2 separate regions of the Oryctolagus cuniculus genome follow, and region 1 is linked to region 2. Evidence: chromatin contacts called from public Hi-C data. All regions are on one chromosome and are shown on one strand. The core of a region is the stretch at or near the end of the contact, and the rest is flanking DNA. Distances in the headings are between cores, read along the strand shown. Region 1 holds the start of TMEM268 (transmembrane protein 268). Region 2 holds the start of AKNA (AT-hook transcription factor).

Region 1 (4,468 bases), core at 694-3,193, 170 kb before region 2:
TGAAGTCTTCTAAAAGCCGGAGGAAGCAGATGTTGACACGATCCGGCAGCTTCCTCTCCTCGAACCACTGGCCAAGCTTCCCATAAAGCACGCGCCTAGCATGCTGCTTAAAACTGACCTATTTGCAAGGGAAGTGGGGGCTGGGGGCACAGCTGCTTGCTGTGTGTGGAAACTGCTGCAGTCATTTCACAGCCACCAGTCCTGTGACATCAGCTGACAGGAGAAAACGCTCCTATCTGCCGGACTGTCCCTGAACAGGTAGAGGTAGAAATGAGGGGCCCAGAACACACACAACCCTGACCGGCTTCCCTACCCCTGGTGCCATCAGTCTTCCTGGTGGAATGGTGGGGCCAGAGCTTTACTGGGCTGAAGGAGGCGAGTACCCTGCTCCCCAAAGCATTCTGAAAACACCTGAGAGCACAGCCAGGCTTTTGCTTTGCGGCCTCTGAGCTGAGTGGACTTCACGTCCATCACTTCCTTCCTCCACACCTCGAACATTCTCTAAGCCTCTGGGCCGCATCTCTTCTCCGTGGAAATGGAAAGCCAATGCCTAACCTGCAGGGTTGTTATATGAAGTGCTCAGAACATAGTGGGCTGGTTCCCTAACCTCTCTGCCTAGCAGCTCATAGTTGCCTAGTTGCTACGAGGATTAGTTATGATAAAGGCAGCTCTTAGACCAATCGCCAGCCCAGAGACACCTACACTTGACAACTACAGCAAACATTTTTTGCTCATGGAACATCCATGGGCTTCCTCTTTATTTCTCGGCTCCCTCCTGGTTAGATTGGGTCACATGACCTCCGCTGATTAAGCAGCTGAGAGCAAGTGTCCTGTGTCTTTCAGCACTGAAGCATGTTTGCCAGCTTTGCCTTCCCATCCCTGCACCTGAGGAAACCAGCAGCAGAGATGGTGGGACGGGAGTGGAAGTAAACTGAATCACTGTGAAGGCTGTCCTGAAGTCACCCAAACTGCAGCAGGCACTAGAAATAAAATTTTGTTTTATTAAGCCACTGGGATCGCAGAGCCTGCCCTAGCCTCACCACTACTGCTATTATTACACTTTTAATAATGAGTAGAGCGAGAAAATTATGGCTGATTTCAAAAAATTAAGAAACCCTTGCTGAGCACCTAGATCGTTCCAGTACTACATGCAGTGCTTCCCTCTAAGAAACAGATGTATCAATCTGGAAGGGAGAGTGGCAGGGATCTTCCATCCACTGGTTCACTCCCCAAATGGCCTCAACAGCAGGGCTGGGCCAGGCTGAAGCCAGGAACCGGCAACTCCATCTGGGTCTCCCACAGGGGGGCAGAGGTCCACCCACTCGGGCCATCCTCTGCTGCTTTCCCACGAGCGGGGCGCTGAGGCACAGCGGCCAGGACTCTAACCGGCACTCCTATGTGGGATGCGTTTCAGCAGGTGCTGAACCCTCCATGCCACACCAGCAGCCCCTGTGCTTTATTTTTAATCCTTCTGTTATTGCTGTGCAAATAGTTCCCATCTGGGGATGGTGTGGGGACCCAAAAATACGTACCACTTCCCTCAAGCCAACTCCCCCCACCAGCCACTACTGCATCCCTCCCTCAAACCAACTCTCTCTACACACTTTATACTAGGTTCCTCTCCCAGGTCACCAAGCCCTTTACTTTTCAGATGTCTTGTTCTGTCGACTGACCACTGGTCACATCCCTTTTCTAAATACTCCCCTCGGCTTCTGTGACTAGCAACACAGGGCTGCTTGGTTCAACCAGTCATAAAATAAGCAAAGCCTTACCAATCCAGGATGAAAATATCGGTGGCAACCAGGTTAAAAATCTTGGGTCAGTGAGTCTAAGTGTTGCCTCCTGTCTCTCCAGTTTAGGAAACCTGTATTGGCAGGGGCAGCAGGTAAGGAGTTGCTACAGTTAGCAGTCACACCAAGAGTTAAGCTGCAGTAAGCGCAGGATGTTAAGATGGAGGTATTTACTAAACATTCATGTCAAAACATCAAATAAGCAATTTGACAGGAGTTTGAGATACAAGTATCTTCAATACAGACGACAATGCCAGGAAATGAGAGTGGTTTCATCAGGAAATATGTACAGAAGGCCAAGAACAAAACCTTGGGAAAACAGGAGAAGGCACTGGGAAGAGACTGAGAAGCAAGGTAGCTCACCACTGGATAACAGAAGGAAACTAAGAGTGTTTCAGGGCCAGCGCTGTGGCACAGCAAGTAAAGCCACTGCCTGTGGCACCAGCATCCCATAAGCGTGCCACTTCAAGTCCCAGCAGCTCCACTTCCAACCCAGCTCCCCGCTAATGCACCCGGGAAAGGGCAGAAAGTAGCCCAAGTGCTTGGGCCCCTACACCCACGTGGGAGACCCAGATGAAGCTCCTGGCTCCTGGCTCCGGCCTGGCCCAGTCCCAGGCCCTTGCAGCCATCTGAGTAAGCCAGTGGATGGAAGATCACTCTGTCTCTCCCTCTCTGTAACTTTGCCTTTCAAACAGATCAATCTTTCAAAAAAATTAATAAAATGTTTCAGGGGAAGAAGAGTGGCCAAGCCCATGAAATAATCCTAAACGTCAAATGGTAGAAGGCTGGGTTTCTCAGTGTGGACACCACCACTGACCCTGACGAGCAGTTTCAGGGAGTCAGGCGTGGGTGTTTTAACAGTAAAGTCAAACAGCTTGCATAAGAAAACTTTCTGAGTTCTTCTACTACAAAACAGACATGGGGGCCAGCGCTGTGGTACAGTGGATGAAGCTGCTGCCTGCAATACCAACATCCCATACAGGCGCCCATTTGTGTCCCTGCTGCTCCACTTCTGATCCAGAAACTGCTGGTGGCCTGGGAAAAGCAGCAGCAGATGGCCCAAGTGTTTGGGCTGCTGACACACTCGTGGGAGACCTGCCTGGCCTTGCCCTGGTCGTGTGGCTATCTGGGGAGTAAACCAGTGGATGGAAGATCTTGCTCTCTCTTTCAAATATATTTTTAAAAGTCTTATCTTTCAAGCCGGTGCCGCGGCTCAACAGGCTAATCCTCCGCCTTGCGGCGCCAGCACACCGGGTTCTAGTCCCGGATGGGGCGCCGGATTCTGTCCCGGTTGCCCCTCTTCCAGGCCAGCTCTCTGCTGTGGCCAGGGAGTGCAGTGCAGTGGAGGATGGCCCAAGTCCTTGGGCCCTGCACCCCATGGGAGACCAGGATAAGTACCTGGCTCCTGCCATCGGATCAGCGCGGTGCGCTGGCTGCAGCGCGCAGGCCACGGCGGCCATTGGAGGGTGAACCAACGGCAAAGGAAGACCTTTCTCTCTGTCTCTCTCTCTCTCTCACTGTCCACTCTGCCTGTCAAAAAAAAAAAAAAAAAAAAAAAAAAGTCTATCTTTCAAATATATTTTTAAAGTCTTTCTAGCTGTATTGGTAAGGAAATCCCATGCTCTTTCAACCATTTCTACCAGAAATTAGTTTCAAACCAACAAAAGACTTGCAGCTAACAGAAAGACATTTAACTCTTATAAGTAGGAGTGTGAAGTCACTAAGAGCTTCAGTCACGTCCTTTAGCCCACCAGGAGGACACAGGCTGATAAACTGCCAGGGCAGGCCGGTATCAAGAAGCAGCAGCGAGCTGACACTACTTCTTGTTTTGTAAACCAATTTTTAGGTAAAATTACAAGCATTTTGCTTCTTGCTAAATCTGTACATCTTGAACAATTTCTAACTATGAATGCAAATGTGATATGTGAGCTAATTTCCTAAGTGGAATTCTGCAGAATCTGAAGAATTCTGTAGGCCAAAGTGCATTTTGCATTATCATACAGGATGAACCAGAGAAGTGTGAGAGATAGAACACATGACAAAGTCTTTACTTTTAAATTATCAGTACACCAAGTAATAACATGCAATAAGTTCTTAAATTCTATCATCTAGTAATTTTGATTAAGAAGCTAAAAGCAGCCTAAACAATTACACGAGTAATTCATTGCTTTTGCCTTTGGAATAGACATTAAGGCTGGCTGCTGCTTCACACAAGTTACAAGAAACTATTTACTACTTTTTCATAGATAAAGCCCCTGACCTTCAAGAAAGCATAGGGGAAACAAATTGTTTAGTCCCTTTCTTTCTTCAAAGAATTTTTTTTTATACAAGATCTAAGATAGAAAAGTCAACACTGACATATATGTTGCTTGAACTAAAAGGCACAGGAAAACACACGACATATACTTATTGAATGTCTCTAAGAAATATGAAGTAAAAAGATGAACTCTTTGGAAAGTCTGGATAAAGAAGCTAACGAGTGAAGGCCCTCCTATGAAACACACAGAAATAATTTAATGCCTTGTCATGAGGGCAGAGCGTGAGCTTTGCTGAGGCTCCATGCTCCACGAGAGCATCTGAAACGCCCAGCCGTGGAACAAGGGCAGCTTTCTTCTATCCATTTATGCGGTAGTTCTCATGGATTTCTGGCCGGATGTCACAGACAAAGGCCAAGAGGT
Region 2 (4,627 bases), core at 16-2,515:
AGCCAGGGCTGAGCCAGGCCAAAGCCAGCAGCCTGGACCTCCATCCATCTCCCACGGGGAAGGCAGGGCCCCAAGCACTGGGGCCATCAGCTGCTGCCTCCTAGGTGCCTTGGTAGGGAGCTGGATCCAAGGCAGAGGCGGGACACAAACCCAGGCACTCTGATATGGGACGTGGGCTCCCTAGCAGTGGCTTGTCCAGTGCACCCCAACGCCTGTCCCCCCAAATTCTTCTGTATGTACCTTGGGAAGTCAAGTGGCTCACCCAAGTCACCAGCCAGCAAGGACCTGGGGCCTGCTCTTTCTAGAACTGGAAGCCCCAGGATCCTGCACACCCTGGAAGGGACCCGCTATGGTGAGTGCAGGCAGAGGGCCACCTCACTGCACATAGGCGGACACGGAGGCCTCCCTTGCTGGAGAACCCCTGGGGCAGGTGACACACCTCACCAAGCCTCAGTTTCCCCCTGTTCAAGTCCCCCAGGACTGCCGGGCTGCTCAGTTCCAGGGACACAATCACTTCCCTGACAATGAGAAACCCTCCTGGGCCCCTCCTGCTCCACATTCCAGGGACCGGAAGGCTGATGAAGAAGAAGGCGGGGAAAGAAGGGGCTTGCGGCTCCTGGGGTATGGGCCTGCCCTGACAAGCACTGAGAGGCCCTGAGCCCTCTCTGCCTGGGAGAGAGTGGGGGGAGGAGGAGCTGGCCCAGAGGGGGAGAGATGTGGAGAACAATGCACGACCCAGACTGCACACCTCAGTCACAATCTTCCCCTTCAGTGCCCTGCCTCTGTGACCTTGGGCGAGTCCTTCAACTTCTCAGCCTCAGTTTGCCCATCTTTAAATGGGGAGCATAATATTCACCTAACTTGTAGATTATCCTAAAGCTTAGCCAAACTGTGTGCCCCAGGCACTAAGGAGGACCTTGGTGAGCGGGAGGCGCTCACAACAGGGCCCAGTGCTCAAGAAAACTTTACTATTGCTCCTACTCAGCGGCCCGTGTCCTCCCCACAGTGCGTGGCTTCTGCCTCACCGCGGCTCCATGCAATCTCGTGTCACATCCCCCACCCCCCAACCCGCCCCGGGCCACAGATCCACGCGGTGCGGCTCCGCAGGCTTGAGAAGCGCAGGCTGGGGCCCGGGAGTCCACCAGCGCGCTCCCCTGCGTCACAGCCCTCTCTGCGGCCCGCCCCCTCTCTGCGATTGGTGAGGCCTCCCGAGGCCGCGCCTCCAGGGCCCGCCCCCTGCCGCCGCGGGCGGGTCTCGGGGATTATGCAAAGAGGCCGCCGCCCCGCCCCGCGCCCGGATTGGAGGCCTTTGTTTGCCGCTCAACTCCAGGAAACCACCCGCGAGCAGGGCGGCCGCCGGCAGGTGAGACGCGGGGAGGGGCTCGCGGTGGGTCCTGGGCGGGCCCCGACCCCTCGCTGGGTCTCAGTTTTTCCGCCGGGAGAATGGGGAGGGAGAGTGGACGGCGCCGGAGGGCTCGGCTCCCCAGGAGCGGCGCTGCTTTCGGTCTTCCCCCACGTGGAAACCCCACGCGCACGGGGGAAAGAGGACGGATGGCCGTCCCGGAATGGGAGGGAGCCCAGAACCGGCGGTCTGGGCTGGAGTCCAAACCCCGCTGGCCGCGGCGTCCTGCGGCCTCCACCCTCGGGCCTCAGTCTCCACCTCCGCACAATGGGGGCGTCGGCCTGTTCGCGTCTCTCCGGCCGAGGCTGGTCGCAGGCAGGGGAGGGGGTCCCTGGGGAGCCCGGGAGTGGTCCTTGGCGGGGCCTCGCGCTGTGTTTGGGCTGGAGGCGGGGCTCGGGTTGCTGTGGTGACTGGGGAGGTGGGGCTTCTGGGCTCTGGGATTTGTGTGCGGTTCGCTCGCCCGGCAACGACCCGCGCAGCCCTCCCGCGGACGCCTAACGCAAGTTTCTTTTCCTCTTTTTGGCAGGGGGAGGGAGGGAGAGCAGGGGCCAGCGGGGGTTGGGCAGCCCCGGCAAGGGTGGGGACTGGGACGGGCGGCAGAGTGAGGCCGGTCCCCTGTCGGCGCGCTCGTGGAGGTGAGGCCCAGAGAGGGGCGCGCCTGGCCCGAGCGCGCACAGCAGGGGCACGGGCTTGGCGCGCGCCCGGCCAGACTCTCCCAGTGTCCCCCTGCCTGGGTTCTCGTTGGAAGGAATGACAGGTGGGAGGGGATGCTTACCTGTGTTGAAAACTCTGCTTGCAAGTGGCAAGGTCGGAAAGCTGCCGGTCACAACCCCGAGTTAAGTCGGAGCTGAGACAGTGGAAAGAGGCGGCGTCTCCATCCCGTGCACTAGAAGTGGGCTGAGGCCGAAGCAGGCAGGGTAGGGGTTAGATATGTAGAGGGACTTCCCAGGAGCGTTTTCGGGCACGCCCTCTGGAGTGGGTGGGTTTTCCTTTTTGGCTGTTTTGTTAAGAGGGCAGAATAGCTGCCCACCTGGTTGGGGGTGGAGGGGGGCGGGTCTGATGTTTTAGGGACAGTCTCTTTGGGTCTGTTCCGAGAGACAGCAGCCAGCCGCCCTGCAGGAGGAAGAAGACGCCTGCGTGGGGCCAGCCGGTTTGCATTTGAGACACGTGACTGGGGCTGTTCTTGCGAGGGGATTTCATCAGCTCCCACCGTCCAGGCAGATTCTGCCAGGGCTGGGGATTCCAGCGCCTGCAGGGCTGAGAGGGTGTTGTGGAAACCAGTGCACCACGTGGACATTCCCGCCTACCCCGCAGGCCAGCGGGAGAGTCCGAAGGGCCCAGCAGATGCCAGGTTCCTTTTCGGGATTCTTCAGTCCTGGTACATGGGAACTAGTGGCGACCTGGAGTGAGAAGACCCGGACTCAAATTCCCGGCCCGGCTCCCATGCTGAGAACTTCAGTTTTCTCCTCCATAAAATGGGTGCAGAAGTAGCACTACTTTAGGGCACAGGGGAGGTAGCGTCCTAGGAGGCTTTTGCCCCGGCCACGTGCCAAGTTTGGCGATGAGGGAATTGAAGCCCAGACAACGAGGGAATGACAGCAGTGATGCTGTTAACCCAGCAGCTAGGATTTGTCGAGTGCTGTGTTCCAGCCGCTACACCAGGGCGTGCGCGCCAGGGAGTGAGGTCTGAAAGGGCAGGAGCACCTGTTTTGTCATGACTGTCGCTCTCTAGTGCCCAGTACAGAGCCCTGCACACAGTAGGTCCTCAACACGTCGCGGTTGATCATCCTTGTTTCAGGATGTTGAGGTGGGTGTCTCTCCACCCATTTTACAGAGGAGAGCAATGAGATTCAGAGAGGTCAAGTCACTTGGCCAAAGGCACACAGCGCCGCCCTGAGTGAGCTGGTCTTTGCTTTTGGGCTATGTAGTGGTGTGCTGGCACCAGGGCTGACTATACCCACGTCAGGGTACTAAGAGAGAGAGACGGCGTTGTGGGGTGGAGGGCCAGCCTTGCTTCTGCATGGGGCCTAAGAGTGGGGGTTCCTGACAGTGCAGGGAGCAAGGTCCCAGCCTGCACCCTGCAGCTCCCCTACGCTGTGGGATTGGGGAGAGAAGCTTTTTGGGGCTGGGGGTCCTAACCCATGATATGAGTTGTGCACAGCAGCCCTCTGACTCGGGAACAGGGGCAGGAGCCCAAATATTCCAGGCCAAGACATCTGACCTTTCACCCACAGTGATGGGAGCCACCCCCGGCCTCTCGAGGGGCAGAGGCCAGGCCAGCATGGTGCTCTGGGGAGACCGATGCCACAGCTGCCCCAGGGGGTGAAGGCGGAGTCGGGCCAGATGACTAGGGAGAGGGAGAGGCGATGTGGTTGTTTTCTGAGCGTGTCCAGTGTGCTGTGTAGACAGAGTGGGTTAGCCTGTTGCCTCGTACACACACCCCTCGGTGGAGTGCTGTCCCCAGTCTGTGGGTGAGGACAGGAGAGAGGCCGGGCAAGGGGTCTGCGGGCAGTGCAGCCGTGCCTTGCTGCCCCAAAGCCCTGACTGCTCAGGACCCCGACCCCCTCTCCCTTGGCAGTGTCAGCCAGACTCCGCTCGGTTGCCTGCCGAGGGAAACTTCCTGCTCCCAGGGCTGCTCCCCTGCCGCCCCAGGAGCCCAGATCTCCGCCAGAATAGAGCGCTCTGTCTCCTCAGGGTCCTGGGGGTGCAGATAAAGACCCAGGAGTGCAGGAGAGGCCTCAGGGCCCCGGGGACCCCACTATACCCCCCTAAAGACGGGGATGTAGACCCAACCCTGCCCTGATGCGCCGTGTGACTGGGGGCAAGTTGCACACCCTCTCTGCGTCTTTCCTCGTCGGCACATGCCTGGTGGTGTGTGAGGACCCCACCAGGCCACACAGGCCGTGCCCCAGAGCGCTGAGAGAAGCTAAGGCTGGGGCCGACCGCCTCCTGTCCCTGTGAGGTCTCCACGCGTCCCCGCAGGTGGCACAGCGGCTGTTTTCAAAGACAACACCGCGTGGTGTGTGAGGCCCAGGACGTCAGGACTGCGAAGGCCCCAGTCCCCGGGGCGGGGCGTGCATGGGGTGGAGGTGCGGGGGGAGGTGCCCAGGGCCTCATGGGAATACAGCTGTGGTGCTACGCAGACACGAGGCCTCTGGGTTTGCTTTTGTCTTCCGGAGCCTGGCAAGTCCTCCCTTCGTGTTTCTCTTGAGAGCAGCTGCTGTT

Evidence for each region. A called contact is a pair of places that touch in the nucleus more often than the background predicts.
Region 1: a contact with region 2 is called in a Hi-C map of an unstated tissue, with 1.8 times the contacts expected there. The contact joins the promoter of TMEM268 here to the promoter of AKNA in region 2.

The regions. Positions count from the first base shown.
Region 1 is chr1:218,066,590-218,071,057 of mOryCun1.1, reverse strand. It overlaps TMEM268 (transmembrane protein 268), which reads right to left and starts at 1,943. Exons shown (of 10, transcript XM_051842662.2): 1 at 1,773-1,943. It overlaps ATP6V1G1 (ATPase H+ transporting V1 subunit G1), which reads right to left. Exons shown (of 3, transcript XM_002720414.5): 3 at 3,809-4,468. The coding sequence ends at 4,404.
Region 2 is chr1:217,898,030-217,902,656 of mOryCun1.1, reverse strand. It overlaps AKNA (AT-hook transcription factor), which reads left to right and starts at 1,265. Exons shown (of 22, transcript XM_008273396.4): 1 at 1,265-1,363.